Regions from separate parts of the Mus musculus genome. Here region 2 is linked to region 1. Evidence: chromatin contacts called from public Hi-C data. All regions are on one chromosome and are shown on one strand. Each heading gives the region's core, a stretch centred on a gene start, on an enhancer-like site or on the middle of the called end of the contact. The rest is flanking DNA. Distances are from core to core; before and after follow the strand shown.

Region 1 (7,799 bases), core at 1,995-4,494:
GTTTACAAAGTAAGACGTATATGAAACAAAACACTCTAGAACAACAGAAAACAAACAAAGGTAGCCTGTAATTTTTCAAATTGGTATCAGCTAGGCAATGAAACTTATATTAAACACTTAGGAGAAAACTGTCATCTGAATCCCTCCACCCATATGTGTGCACATGTAGGATTGTCTGTGACCCCCTTTGCTCTTAGTTTTCACTTGGTTTTGTCATAGCACTGATGGTTACTCTTAAGCATCTATACTATGTTTGGCATTGAAGGTGTTTGATGTGCATTGCTTATCTCCTCAGTATAATTACAGCGGGATGATGTACACATTCTTATTTTACAATTCTGGGAAACAAAGATTTGGAATGGGAAATTAATCGTCTCAATTTTTAGCACAGGTAAGAGCCTAAACTGGAATTAAAATTCATATATCGAAGCTTGGGTCATTCAAAATAGTTGGAACTTCCTCTGTGGACACTTAGACAGAGAACTAGGGATATCTCTGAACTCTGTGGCTAAAATTCCTGCTAAAATTATGAATCACCTTGAATTTCTCTGTACTTGGCTAAGAGTCTTGTTCTGCTGATTAGTCAGTTACCTGACCTCTTCGTATATCTTCCTTTTGTCCCTCATATAGATTCACTAGCTCAGATGGGTATCTCAACTCTGTATGGTTCTTCTAATTGTTATTATTGAAGGTCATTCCAAAATTGAATAAATATCCCCAAATAACCTTTTCATAGTTAATAAATTTCTGCTGTGCCTTTTTAACTTTTTAAAGTTGTGGTTCTTCTACATTCTCCTTTTCCTCTAAAGGTGTATAATCTAATGATGTATAATTAAACACTTAATGCTTTAAAAAAAAGGGGGGGAAAGCTTAGAGCAAAGGATATATCAAATGATGGTAGTTAGTATCCAGTAAAAAAAAAAATCTGAAATTTTGATACTTGACTGGAAAATAGCCAGTGTTGCTTTTTCAGTCTGCCTTTTTGCAATCTTAGTACAAGAAACATTACACTGAATAACCCTTGAGCAGTAGGAACTAATTTCTCTCAAACTGCAAAGTAGAATGTTTAACATTAAGGCATAAATGATGGTGTCTGCTATATTTTCTTCTGATGTCAGCTCCATATACAAGAGGAGAAAAATAAGTTTCTTGAAATCTGTAAAGACACTGGTTGTATTCACCCAATGAAATCCCCAGTGACTTCATAATCTCCTCAAAGCGTCTCCTCATTTCAGCACCACACATGGCCCTAGAGACTGGCACTGGGTTTGAGAAGATAATACCCTTCTTTTGTGTACTCATTGTCATCTCCCTGGACCTTCTATCCATATTTGTCCACTTTAGATTAGTGGTCCTCAACCTTCAAAATGATGCATCCAAATATAGTTCCTCATGTTGTGGTGACCCAAAGCATAAGACTATTTGGTTGCTATTTGATAACTGTAATTTATCTACTGCTTACCTGCAGAATGGCTCTCTGGGATGAGGCATCTTTATTTTATAATTATGGCTCTGTTAGTTACTGTGGGCTGTACCAAGTATCAGGTAATTCGTATAACTCAGGCACTCTGGGGAAAGAAACAGTAACAAGATGGAAAATTATTTAAATATTATATGGATGCTTTCTGGAGCTTAAACAGTGATCTCTTGTGCATGTAGCAGATGCATGGACATAGGTAGAAAAAGGGGACGTATACCTAAGATACAGATTAAGGTAAAACGACTGCTAGTTTGCTGAGGAAGAAAGCAGATTTTAATTAAAATTTAAAATGATTACTAGAGAAATATTTCAATGATCTTACTTGATATTTTGAAAGAATATCCAGTGGGATTCTTGACTACTACCTCCCAGATTTAGTTATTAAAGTTTCTGAGAGTTTTCCTATATCCACTCACTTTTTGCTTTTGTTTTCTTTCTCAAGTAGAATTGGTATGACAGATACACCTAGGCTACGCTTTTGATGGCATAAAATCCTCTGCCCTCAGAGATTCCTACACTTCCCAGGAGACCCAATCAGTATAAAGCGCTTCTTTACGTTGAGTGGAAAGCAGGGCCCATATAACTTCCATCTGTTACTCAATCTCTGTCCTCTGGGACCAAATAAAAACACTAAGCTCCCTTTCTGAATGCCTGACCCTTCAATATTTGCAGAAAGTATCTCACTAGTCCACCAGAAGTTTTTTATCCTCCACTAATAGGCCTCTGATTCACACTTTTTCAACAGATGCCATATTTTGCCATGCCTCTGGGCATGTTGGTCATTTCCCTTGGGTTATATTATAAATTTTTAAATGTCTGTCCATATAGATGTATCCGTTGTGGATAGACTTTCCACAATCTTTTGATCTCTTCACTGTACCCAATTGTGACTTTCTGTGATGGTTAGCTTTTGCTATGGATATACTACAGATATAAGATAAGCTTTAGAATGTAATAAAGAATTATGCTCATCTATCAAAGTGGCAATAGTAGATTCTTTTGTCATGTCCAAGACCTCAATAGACTCAAGGGCACTTGTAAACATACATGTGCACTCAGGTGTGTGAACACACACACACACACACACACACGTATTGTTTTGACAGTAGTGGTCTGAGACCATCAAAGGTATCTGAAAAAGGTTATTCGGAAAGAGCTAGAAGAAAGAAAAGGAGTAGAAAGCTGATATAATTCAATTTTAGTTGAAATTTAATTTTAAAAATCTCTTCTCCATGTTTGCCTAGACCAATGTTCAGAGGATTATTTTCCTGTCTCTGCATACTTCCATTGTTTGTTTGGTTTTTTTCGAACATTTTCTTACCCTATTTATGTGAGAACACGTGTGTTTGTGTATGTGTGTGTGCACACGTGTATACAAATATTCTACAATGAAAGACAATAAGATCCTATAATATTTAGATCAATGATGTGAATGAAATAATCACTTCCTCCTGATGTCAAATTGAAGCAGTAGCGAAGCCACACTGTGATACTGTGTTAGACATCACACATGAGCCAAGAACACAGAAGAAAATGCTTCAACAGTTAGATAATTATGTTAAAACAAACTGGGATTTATTATTATGGTTTTCTCCTTTAGGACTGAAGTTGACATGATTGCTGCTGCCGCTTCAGTGTAAGGTAATGTAGACTGAAATGTATTTGCCAGAAGATCCACAGGGAGCAGTCATCTGGGATTGACAGAGAGAGTCACTGGGTGTCACTGTTGAGTCACACAAAAACAACAGTCTGCTTGCTCCTAAGGATTGTCTCTAAAGAACACAAGAGCCGGAAGTTGAGGGTGGCTGCTTGTCTCCTCCTGGGCTGTGTGTCTTCATTAGGGTCAGGGTAGGTCATCTTTCTCCTTGCTTCCCTGTGAGAAGTGTCTAGTCAGATGAGTGTATGTCAGTGTGGACCTCAGCTTCCTCTGCTCTTGCTTAATGAGCTGATCTGTCCTCGATCTGCCTTGTGGTACTGTGACAGGGCTCTCTGCTTTTATGCATCTGTGCAGGAAGTGATCACACCCCTGCCAGCAGTCAAGCCCAGGACTGGCTCAGCCTAACCACTCTTTTCATAGCAGATAAATCATTCTACTTCTCAGTGAGGGTTTACATTAACACTGAATCCAATGAATGTTTGGTATCAGGGGCATATTTTCATTTTGTGTTGAATAAGATTAGTGGTTTTAACAGAAATTAAAAAAAAAAACAGGTACAGTTGAACTGCAGACTAGTTTTTTTTTCTTCCTTTTTTTATTAGGTATTTAGCTCATTTACATTTCCAATGCTATACCAAAAGTCCCCCATACCCACCCACCCCCAATCCCCTACCCACCCACTCCCCCTTTTTGGTCCTGGCATTCCCCTTTACTGGGGCATATAAAGTTTGCGTGTCCAATGGGCCTCTTTTTCCAGTGATGGCCGACTAGGCCATCTTTTGATACATATGCAGCTAGAGTCAAGAGCTCCGGGGTACTGGTTAGTTCATAATGTTTTTCTGCCTATAGAGTTGCAGATCCCTTTAGCTCCTTGGCTACTTTCTCTAGCTCCTCCATTGGGAGCCCTGTGATCCATCCATTAGGTGACTGTGAGCATCCACTTCTGTGTTTGCTAGGCCCCGGCATAGTCTCACAAGAGACAGCTACATCTGGGTCCTTTCGATAAAATCTTGCTAGTGTATGCAATGGTGTCAGCGTTTGGATGCTGATTATGGGGTGGATCCCTGGATATGGAAGTCTCTACATGGTCCATCCTTTCATCTCAGCTCCAAACATTGTCTCTGTAACTCCTTCCAAGGGTGTTTTGTTCCCATTTCTAAGGAGGGGCATAGTGTCCACACTTCAGTCTTCATTTTTCTTGAGTTTCATGTGTTTAGGAAATTGTATCTTATATCTTGGGTATCCTAGGTTTTGGGCTAATATCCACTTATCAGTGAGTACATATTGTGTGAGTTCCTTTGTGAATGTGTTACCTCACTCAGGATGATGCCCTCCAGGTCCATCCATTTGGCTAGGAATTTCATAAATTCATTCTTTTTAATAGCTGAGTAGTACTACATTGTGTAGATGTACCACATTTTCTGTATCCATTCCTCAGTTGAGGGGCATCTGGGTTCTTTCCAGCTTCTGGCTATTATAAATAAGGTTGCTATGAACATAGTGGAGCATGTGTCCTTCTTACCAGTTGGGGCATCTCCTGGATATATGCCCAGGAGAGGTATTGCTGGATCCTCTGGTAGTACTATGTCCAATTTTCTGAGGAACCGCCAAACTGATTTCCAGAGTGGTTGTACAAGCCTGCAATCCCACCAACAATGGAGGAGTTCCTCTTTCTCCACATCCACGTCAGCATCTGCTGTCACCTGAATTTTTGATCTTAGCCATTCTGACTGGTGTGAGGTAGAATCTCAGGGTTGTTTTGATTTGCATTTCCCTGATGATTAAGGATGTTGAACATTTTTTTCAGGTGCTTCTCTGCCATTCAGTATTCCTCAGGTGAGAATTCTTTGTTCAGAATAGTTTTTTAAGGGACAAAGAAAACAAATGTATAAAGGAAAGAAGAATTAAGAGAGTAAGAGGTGGGAGCAAAGACATCTGTCTGAACCTGAACTTGCTAGTAACCTCAAATAATCCTCTTGGGGAATAATGGGGATTTGAAGACAAGATTGTACCCTGTAATCAAGACTCCAAATAAAAATCCTCCTGACTCATCTTGTCTGGTGCTCACAATATTTAGTTATTCCTGAGGAGTGAGTGGCCTCTGAATTTTTATCAGGTTCCTGGGTAAGTTTTTCAACATCAATGAGAGATATCTATAATACTGAAAGTTCCAGAACCTAAAATCAGAGGATCAGCATACACAAAATTGACACATATTCCTGAAGAATATTTAGCAAGAATTCCCTCAAAATGAATCAATTTAATGACTGTGTGTTTTTCAAAGACTGTGTCAACTTCTTTACTTTTACTTCCTCTACAATTCAGTACCCAGTTGTTTGAAGAGATCTTTTAAAACACAAGCATGATTATTCTTTTCTTTTCTTCAAGCACCTCAAGAACAAGTTCCCACATTCAAGATGAGTACAAATTCATTACCCTGCTACCAAATCCTGACCATTGGTCTTGCTTTATTTCAGAACATGACTGTTTTCTATCCACGTAGTACTTGTACTACCATATTTCATACTCAGGATTCCCCACCAGTCTTTACATTGAAATAATGGAGGAAGCCTGAAGAACACAGAGGTGCTGCTAGAGAATGTAATAGGAAAATTGGGTGAGAGGGTATCAGCTTAAGAGAAGGGTGGGAAGGTAAGACCGATGGAGAAGAAGGAAGGGGAGTCAAATAATAAATAATAAAGAAGTTTGAAATCTCTGAAGTGAAACATTCTATGTTTACTCAAAACCACATATAGCATACATCTGTGTATATATTTTTAAACCGGATTATCCTAAACAGCCATATATTCCTCCCTCCTAAAGCCATAGGCTATCTAACAAAGAATCCCATGGGAAACCTCCTTTGAGTTTGGTGCACAGGCCTGAGGCTACTCAAATAGTATAGACAAATATTATTTTCCTGTTTTCATAACTTGAAGGTAAGATGATATTTATGAAGATACCACACACTTTGTACAAAAGATGTGAAGGAATCAATACATAGAAGGATTGGTCTAGAAGCGTACCCCATAGTGAATAGCTCTCATCATATTTGAAGGTGCTATGTAAACTGCTAAGGGAGAAAAGACAGCTGGAAAGCCTATAAACAATGACAGTGCCTTGATAGCATCTTCTAGGGAAGCTGCACCCACAAAATCTCAAGAAAAAGATTGTCTAACGTCTAATTATACCAAATCTGCATAATGACAATACAAATTTTCATTCCAACTTGGCTGCAAGTATTTTTTCAAGGTTGCTAATATAAAATGAAGACTTATTTTCAATACCTGTTGAGAGAGAGAACCAGTTTTGTTCAAGGACAAATTCCCTGATACGTTATCCAATGCCAACTTAGCCCTAAACACAATTATGCATGAGAAATACTAAATGAATTCTGTAAGAGATTTATAACTATGTGCAATGCATATTTAATAATCATATGTAATAATCATATTTAAGTCATAAGTTTTAGAGAGAATAGGAAATGCAAGAAGAGGAAGGAGGTGAAATAGTTTGATAGAGTGGTTATAAATTAAATTCTCAAAAATCATAGTTAAAAAAAATAACAAAACAAAACCAGAAACACCAAAGTGTGGGTTCCTTGCCTAGAACTTGTTTTCTCATTGACATGGGAAAGGGCTTAGGAATTAAGGTCTTTCACAGCGCCATGGGTGACTCTAATAGGACACAAAACTATTTTGTGACATTCATCTTTCAGAAAATCAGACACGCTGATCCAATTGTAGATACTATTCTACCTTACTTCAAAAATAGGAATCATTTCCTTATTTGAATTCTAAATTACTGCATTGGAAACGTCAATATCTATTTTTTTATTCCTAGAGTGAAGGTTTATGAGGAAATGAATGAATAAACAATAATTGCTACGAGCCCAGCACCTATCACTGGAACCTTATCAGTGCACAAGAAATCTCTTGTAGGACAGAATTATTATGTTTTATTTAAAATTTTTTATTAGATATTTTCTCCATTTAGATTTCAAATGCTATTGCCTTTCCTAGTTTCCTCTCTGAACCCCCCTATAACTTCCCCTTCTCCCTATTCCCCAATCCACCCACTCCCACTTCCTGGCCCTGGCATTCCCCTATACTGGGGCATATAATCTTCACAAGACTAAGGTACTCTCCTCACATTGATGGCCAATTAGGCTATCCTCTGCTACATATGCAGCTAGAAACATGAGCTCAGGGAGGGCGGGATACTGGTTAGTTCATGTTGTTGTTCCTCCTATAGGGTTAGAGACCACTTCAGCTCCTTGGGTGCTTTCTCCAGCTCCTTCATTGGGAAGTAGGACAGAATCATTGATTGTAGAGGGTGTTAATGAGTTAATGAACCAGTCACAACTCTAAATAAACGTTTCTTCTTTACCTTGCATACATTACTTAGGCATTAACTTATTTCTCACTCACAGCAGTACTGATGGAGAGATTGCTATGAAATAGAGGAGCTCAGGACTGGGAGCATAAAGCAGATAGCAAGGCCATAGTTTTAATCTGACTCTTGCACTCCATAGAGACCATCTCTAAAACAATATGGAAAATAATCAACCTGGTTTTCTCATTATAGTTTCTAGTATGCCTTTTGGTAACAGTTCTATGTTAAATACTTTATTCTTTTGAATCTGTATAACTTGAAAATATT
Region 2 (7,799 bases), core at 1,781-4,280, 520 kb after region 1:
AATGAGCCAGGTCTTGATTTTCTGACAGTAATTTTCTTGACAAAATTGTATGATCAAATGAAATGAAATCTTTCACTTCACATTTAACTTTCATATCATGATTAGAAGGAAAGGTAATTTTTGTAAAAATATTTGAGAGATTCATCATTTTTTCCCTGAGGCATCTCTTAATCCTTTGATATTCAAATATCTCTCTTTTGAAGTTTCTGATCATCTTCCATGTTGATTTTCCCCCTTTTCAATTGTTAATTGGTCTAACTCAGGCAAATTCTCATTTGCCAATGGCATCAACCTTGATTCCAGCAAACCACAGCATGGCTTTCAACAACTTTGTGATATTAAACAGCTTTCACAGGACTGCAATTTCATTTTGCAGGTGATATGCATTGTATTCTTATTATGATGTGAGTTCTCAAAATATTTTATAACTTCAATGACAACCAAAACAACAACAGAAAAAATTATTTTGACAAGATGGGAAGAAATAAGGTAGACACCTTGGTAGACTAATTTTATAACAACATTTCTATTGAATTTTTTTGTGTAATGACATTTCTGCAAACAAAACTATCTGAACTCAAGTAATGAGACTCTCATAATAAGAATCCACAATATACAAATAATTTGAAATTCTCAAGGGTCCCAAAGCTGCCAAAGCAAAGACTAAGACAGTTAGCTGCTAGGTTTCAGTAGATAAGGAAGCAGGCAAAGGCATTTTTAAATAGAATTTTATGTTATAGTTTTATTCAACATATGTGCTACAGCTCCTGGTAACAAAGTATACCAGGTGGCCTACGTGTCTTATTACCATTATGATAAAAATAATATGACAATAGCAACTTGGAAGAAAGCATTTATTTGGTTTATGCATTTCACTCACAGTCTATCCTTGATGGAGTTCACACAGAGACTTGAGCAGAGCAGAACCTTTTCACAGGAACCAAACATGGAGGAAGGGTGTCTACTGACCTGTTCTCATGGCTTGCTCACTATGATTTCTCAAGCTACCAAGGACAAATTGTCAAAGGGTGGCATTAAGACAATTGGCTGTGCCTTCCCTTATCAATCATTAATCATGAAAATTCTCTCATAGAGTTGCTTACAACTCAATTTGTTGGAGGCATTGACTAAATTAAGGTTTTTTCTTCTTTTGTGCCAAACTGACATTAAAACTAACCAGAATACCAGATTTATGTGCTGGGTTTTTGTTTTGTTTGTTTTGTTTTGTTTTGTTTTGTTTTGTTTTGTTTTTCTCAAAATTTCAACGACTACATGTTGTAAGGTTCCAGGAGATGCTGTTTTCCTGTGGAATGCTATACCACAGATGCTTAATGACTTAAATGAAGCTTCCATTGCCTAAAGTGAATAAAGCATTTCTGAAATGTACTACCTTTCATGGAGTTAAAAGAACTGTATTGAATCCTTAATCTGTGGTTTTCTAATAGAGTGGGTAACTGATACTCCCATGAAGAAATTATGAAGCACAGCATTGTTACAATATGATTAATCTGAGTATAGCCAGTCTACCAATTATTCACTTAATTCCTGCTTGCTGGTGAAAAGAAGTAATATGAGTTTGCTTTCCCAATGGAGAATAAAATTACAGATGTCCAGTTTCCTTTCTTATGCCCAGTACTGTTCTGCAAAGATGATTTGTGCACAAAGATCTGGCAATGTCTTTTCTACCAAGATGCAATCCAAATGTCTGTGATAGAAAGAACTGCTCCAATATGAGTTACAGAGATCCTGCCTCTCAGGAGCTACTTGAAGAAAAGTAATGCATTGGCACATTTCCAGTGTCATCCAAATTAAATCTTAGTTTGGAATCATCAAACCTCTCTACTCCCAAGTCATGATTCAGCTCCAGTCAAGTCTACTCGTGTTTGTTAATGTTGTGTTGGAGGTGCAGAGGTGACTCATTAATTAAGAGCACATTATGGTCTTGAAGAGGATCTGGGTTCAGTTCCCAGCACCCATACTATAGCTCATAACAAGCCTCTAGAAATCCAATTCCAGGATATAATGCCCTCTTTTGGCCTCCTTGGGCACAATATGGTACACTTGTAGACATGTAGGCAAAATATCCACACACATAAAGTAAATTACAAGTAATTTCTTTTAAAAGAAAGACTATTGTATACGTTATTGTACACTTCTTAGGATCAGAAATGCACACATACAAACAGGTACACACCATCTCCCAGCTGCCATTTTCTGTACTTGGTTTAAGTTCTTGCCATTGTAATAGAACATGCCTGTGATTTACTCTATTAACACTTAGAACAACTCTGGGATGGAGACATTTCTAATTCTCACTTTATACAAAAAAAAATTAAGGCTAAGAAGATTTGCAATTATATCTCAAGTTATATGAAGAATCAATAATGGAGTAATAAAACTTGAAACCAGGACTCCTCAGCTTCTAACTTTATAAAATTTAATTTGCCTTACAAGGCATGTTGAAATATTTGACAATATACCTATTGTTTTTAATGTTATTAAATATTTATAGTATAAAAATTACTACAATAAGGTGAAGAAAACAGCTCATTAGGAATGTATTGGAGTAAGGATTCAGTGAAGTCTACCATCATAGATTCTCAAGATCAGAAGGGACATCAGAAGGCATTAAATTACACTGCACTTAATATCTACATTGGATAGTAATCAGAAATGGAGATTCCCAAATGCTTATTTTAACTCTTAAGATGTTAGGATGTTGATTATTATAGGACATCAGCTCCTGATTCTCAGATAAGAATAACTATCACTCCTGGGTATGCTAAGAATCAATGTTATATGCTAGACACATTCCAAATCGATATTAAAAAGAAGGCACATGTTTCTGGAAATAGCATAATGTTTGATTCGATTTTAATATCAAACACAAGACTTCAAATGAGTGGTATACTTTTAGAATCTGTTTTGAGCTATACTTCCTCAAATTCCTATGAGTACATGCACATTCTCTTTAGTCATAAAAATTTCCCGGGAGTCAGAAAGATGATGAGCAAGCTCTCAGCAGCCATCTGACTGAGATCATTCCACTGCCCTTTCTGATTCACCGAAAGTGCTTCCGCTGTTTCTGATGAGGTCTGCCTTTCCTTGGAGCTGTGAGTACTGAACTTTCTGTGGAAAGAGCCAATCTTTTACTAAATATGGTTTTCTGAAGAGGCTATGATCTTCTCTTTGTCTATTCAAGCTCTTGAAGCACATTATAGCTGCTCAGTCAACTGGCTCCTGTTCATATTTAGGGCACTTAAGTGGGATAGCTCTCTGTCCAAACCTATCTATAACCCATCCCACTGGCTTCCTGGCACAAATCAAACTTCAACTAGAGCTGTGGCTCAGGGAATATTTCTCCTTACCTGGGACCTTGGTCTCTTTTCTTGGCTGCAGGAAGCATTTTGACCACTCTTGTATGTGAATAGAAACCCAGAGCTGAAACATTCTGAAGCACGGGCAGTACCTTTTAAGGGAGTATCTTATAGTATTCCCACACCAATTTTAGAATGACTGAATATTTTCCGGCACTTCTGAAATAAGTCAGATTTCTGATTCTATAGATACCCCTGGTGCCTAAGCTTTCTGCAATTTAATGCCTCTCAAAAAATTTATGAGTGGTGATCAACTGTAAATGAACAGCAACTTGAATACTCTCACACTGTCTTTGCGCTGAGGCTCTGCCAGAGACTGACAAGTACAGAGGCAGATTCTCAGAGCCAACCATTGGACTGAGCAAAGGGTCCACGTTGGAGAAGTCAGACAATGGAGTAAAGGAGCTGACAGAATTTGCAACTACATAGGAAGAACAACAATATCAACAAATAAGACACCCCCCCACACACACACAGAGCTCCCAGAGACTAAAGAACCAACCAAAGAGTACACATGGAGGGATCCACGGCTCCAGTTGCATATGAAGCAGAAGATGGCATTATTGGGCATGACTGGGAGGACCCTTGGTCCTGTGAAGGCTTGATGCCCCAGTGTAGGGGAATGACAGGGAGGGGAGGAGGGAGTGGATGGGAAGGTGGGTGGGCAAACACCCTCATAGAAGTAGGGGGAGAAGGGATGGAATAGGGGGTCTCCAGAGAGGAAACCAGGAAAGAGAATAACATTTGAAATATAGATAAAGAAAATATCCAATAAAAGTAATTCAGACGAAAACAAAAACAAACAAAAAACAAAGGAAAAGTTGGACTGTAAGAGATGCTGTTGGTTGAACTCATTAGTAGTGATATCTTGAAGGGTGTTGTGCTATAACTGAAAACTTTAATAAATGGGCAAAACCCACTTGCCAAATGTTCATACCCTCCACTAGAACTGTCTAGCTTATCCATATACAAAACTCCAACTACAAATATTTGAAGGAAAATCTTTATCCTATTGATAAAGCACCATCATAATCTAATTGTTTAGGCTTCCCAGTCTTACCTCCTACTGAGTCTCAGTGCTCCTAATTATTTAGTTACTCAAAATATTAGCAAAGATTGTTTTCTCTGCCTTAAACAATCTTTATTAATTGTACAAATTACTTATCTACTCTCCCTGGCCCACATTAACTAAGAACCATCTTTGGAGACAAGTGAACTGGGTTTGAATAACTGCATTCTAATTGCTGTGTACCTTACTTAAACTATCTTTGAGTTTTGTAAGTTGAACTGAGCAATAATTATGTTATGTAATTGTTATGATTAGCACATTAAATACACTTTAAAAATTATTAGTACTGTACTTACCACAGGGTTAACATGTGGTTATTTCTCTTATTGTTGATATTGTTTTGACTGAGTTCTAAATTGCATCTGTCTCACTCTTAGGTTCCTTCACTTCCATTGTTCTCAAATAATAACCTTTCTGTTTTTGTAAAGGAAAATCTGGCAACCATTTTTTCTTCCGGAAAAGGCAAGTATAGTCAGCATTCTAAGCATTATAGACACTAAGATTTTTGCCATAACCCCTTAATTCTTCAATATAGCAGGAAGGAAGGCAGACATAACACAAAAATAACTTGGATGGAGAGTTTGGACTTTAATACCAAATACTAGCTTTTACTCAACTTGCAGTATTCAGTATTTATCTCAGTACTGTGTCAATGGGATAAATTTGACTCTCTGCTTTCTTTTAATATTAAAGTTTTATTGGAAAACATACTTTCCCATTAAATAATGTTTCGTCCATTGCATCTTTTGTCCTACTATGGTATTCATAGACCACACGGAGCCTACAGCATTTATTTCCTGTTTTTATTATAAAATGTGCAGCAGCCTGACTCAATGTTTGGTACATATTTGTTAGATGAATAAAACCTGACTAGAAATTGTGAAACCCAAGAACTTGGCCATACAACATTGCAAGCTTTGGTGTAAATAGTTGGAAGGAAAGAAGAGTCATAAATTCAGGAAGAAATAGAGGACAGAGAGTCAATAGGTTCTCATGGAATAAGGGCTGCTACTCAAGAGGCAGTTTACATTGTTTTGCTATGGTCATCACTGGATGAAAATCAACACTGTTATATCAGGAAATAAAGGAAAAGAAGAAAGGGAGTCAAGAAAGATGGATAATTAGTTCCTGGACATCTAGCTAAAGAACTGTAGACTATGTTGCCTTGTTGCTTGATTGGAAGAGGTTCATATCATTGAAGGTGATATGGGCATCTAACAGGGAGGTAGGTGGCAATGCTAAGATGACCATTAGAATTGAATGGTCACAGTAGAGCTTCAAATACAATGTTTGTCTTTTATTTGTCCAGCTTTCTTTCTGGCCCATGTTTCAAGAAGATCAGCTTAATGGTCTGCTTGTTTTGGTAATAACTACTCATAAAAATTTTAAAACACATTACAACATTTCACAGATGAGCAAAGTCTATGACTGATGAGGCATAAAATTCCACTCATCCTTGTTTGGCCAATATCCGGTCCACGGATACTTTTTCTAAGTCTCATCACTCTAGGATAAGTGCTCCTGATATTTCTCTTTTTAATCACTATTTTTGTATATGCTCATGTTTCACCAGGATACTTGGGAACCAACTTAACTAGGGTGCTAGTTGATGACTGCTTAACGAATTCATGTGAAACTACTTTTAATCAAGCACAAACTAATTTTTTTCACTTTCTCACTGTCCAGCTGCTACCCTGACAATTCCCACCATCATCTATAAATAACTGTCTCTCAATGTCAAATAGAGATCCCATGTATTAAATATGCCCCAAAAATATAAAGCCTTAGTGATTTAATTTAACTTGGAATGGAAAATTCATTTTCTACAAATATACATGAGGTTATTTTAGTGTATATGTCAATGGCTTTTTTTTTCATGTTGAGGGCAAATAAAAATGACCTATAGTATATACCTTTAAGCTGGGAGACTGACTACTTGTATAGGATATACTTGGTTTACTTCTCCAAGCAAGGTGTATTTTTCTATGTATTAAATACTTCTAGCCACATTCAACATATCCTTTAACCTTGAATACTTACCACCTGAGCTTCTGTTCATGAGAAATTTCTCCTTTAATCCATGATCTTTAATTCTGACCTGTGACTTTTTTCCTGATTTTAGACACTGAATGAAATCCCCTTCCTTAAGTACCTAACCTTCATAGCTTTAATAATAATATTTGTTCCTAAAAAGACTCTATTTTCATGTTCAAATCTTCCTTCAAGTTAGGCATTCCTGTGGTATTGAAATTACTGGTCCTTTCCTCTCTGCCTTATCCAATTCATTCATGTTGAATAAAAAAAAAAATCTAAGTGTCTCAACAGGCAATAAGCAGACCTGGTTACAGAACTGAAAGGCACAACTATCATATCTTTCTCTATTTGGATTCCTTTTAGTTTTCAGTGTCTGAAGTCAAGAGCTAGATGAATGTTAGTAGGATTCTATTTCCCCATTTTTGTGCATATGTTTGTTCAATTTTATCCTTTTATCCAATTAAATCCTCCCTGTTTTAATCAACTATAAAGTAGTCATGCCTAAAAGAAATAAGATGGCACTTGGCCTGTGTTCATGCTATGAGATGATACATCTTTATCATAATACAAAACTAAGAAATTGGCACTGATATATAGCTGTGATATGCCTAGTACCTTCACTAAGACTTAGCTAATTTTTATCTCAAAAAACATAGATGTTTTCATTTGTATTTAATAGAGAGTGGATCTAAGACTTTGGGAAAGGATGAATTCATGTTTGCTCCATGGAAGTATACCCATATATGAATGATTTTCCAGAAGACTACCCTGCTCTTTGATTCAAAGTCCTATTTAAATCATATGCCTTTCAACCTTAGGCCAGTGACGTATTTCTTTCTGAGAGTAAAAATTCTTTATTGTATTCCTTAATTAGTAAGTCCTAGAGCAGGGAAAGATCTCATAGAGTTTTCAATTCCAACTTGATCATTTGAAGAAAAATATGTACTAATATTGGCTTTCTAGATGATTATATTTCTTTCTATGTTAACATTAAGCATACTACCTTAGCAAAATTAATATTTTAGTTTGTAAAGGATCCTTTATCTTATTCATGCAACATGATGTTACCTATGATATCATGGTTATTATAGCAACACCTATGAGTTGGGAGCATTAAAATTTCAGTTACAAATAACGGCAATCAGTTAGCAAAGTAAGGCATCCTCAGATGCTGATGTGAACAGAAAGGGAAGCAACAAGAAGATGAGAACAGGTGTGCGACTTTTCCTGCCAACATTCCTTAGACCTGAGATGAAGTGGGTGTGAATGTGTGAATAATCCTTAAGGAACAAAAATAAGTTTCCTAATTACCCAACCAA

Evidence for each region. A called contact is a pair of places that touch in the nucleus more often than the background predicts.
Region 2: a contact with region 1 is called in a Hi-C map of tail fibroblasts, with 4 times the contacts expected there. The contact joins two enhancer-like sites. A contact is called at or near these places in 3 of 484 Hi-C or Micro-C datasets (cerebral cortex, cortical neurons and tail fibroblasts).

The regions. Positions count from the first base shown.
Region 1 is chr4:68,019,772-68,027,570 of GRCm38.p6, forward strand. No RefSeq gene overlaps it. Among named protein-coding and RNA genes, the nearest start is that of Gm23738, 160 kb to the right of the region's middle. Within about 2 kb of position 3,245, at least 24 of the 459 cell types and tissues checked have an H3K27ac peak or open chromatin away from gene starts, as enhancers often do. A contact at or near this core is called in tail fibroblasts, where this site is marked.
Region 2 is chr4:68,544,226-68,552,024 of GRCm38.p6, forward strand. No RefSeq gene overlaps it. Among named protein-coding and RNA genes, the nearest start is that of Gm12911, 230 kb to the left of the region's middle. Within about 2 kb of position 3,031, at least 7 of the 459 cell types and tissues checked have an H3K27ac peak or open chromatin away from gene starts, as enhancers often do. A contact at or near this core is called in tail fibroblasts, where this site is marked.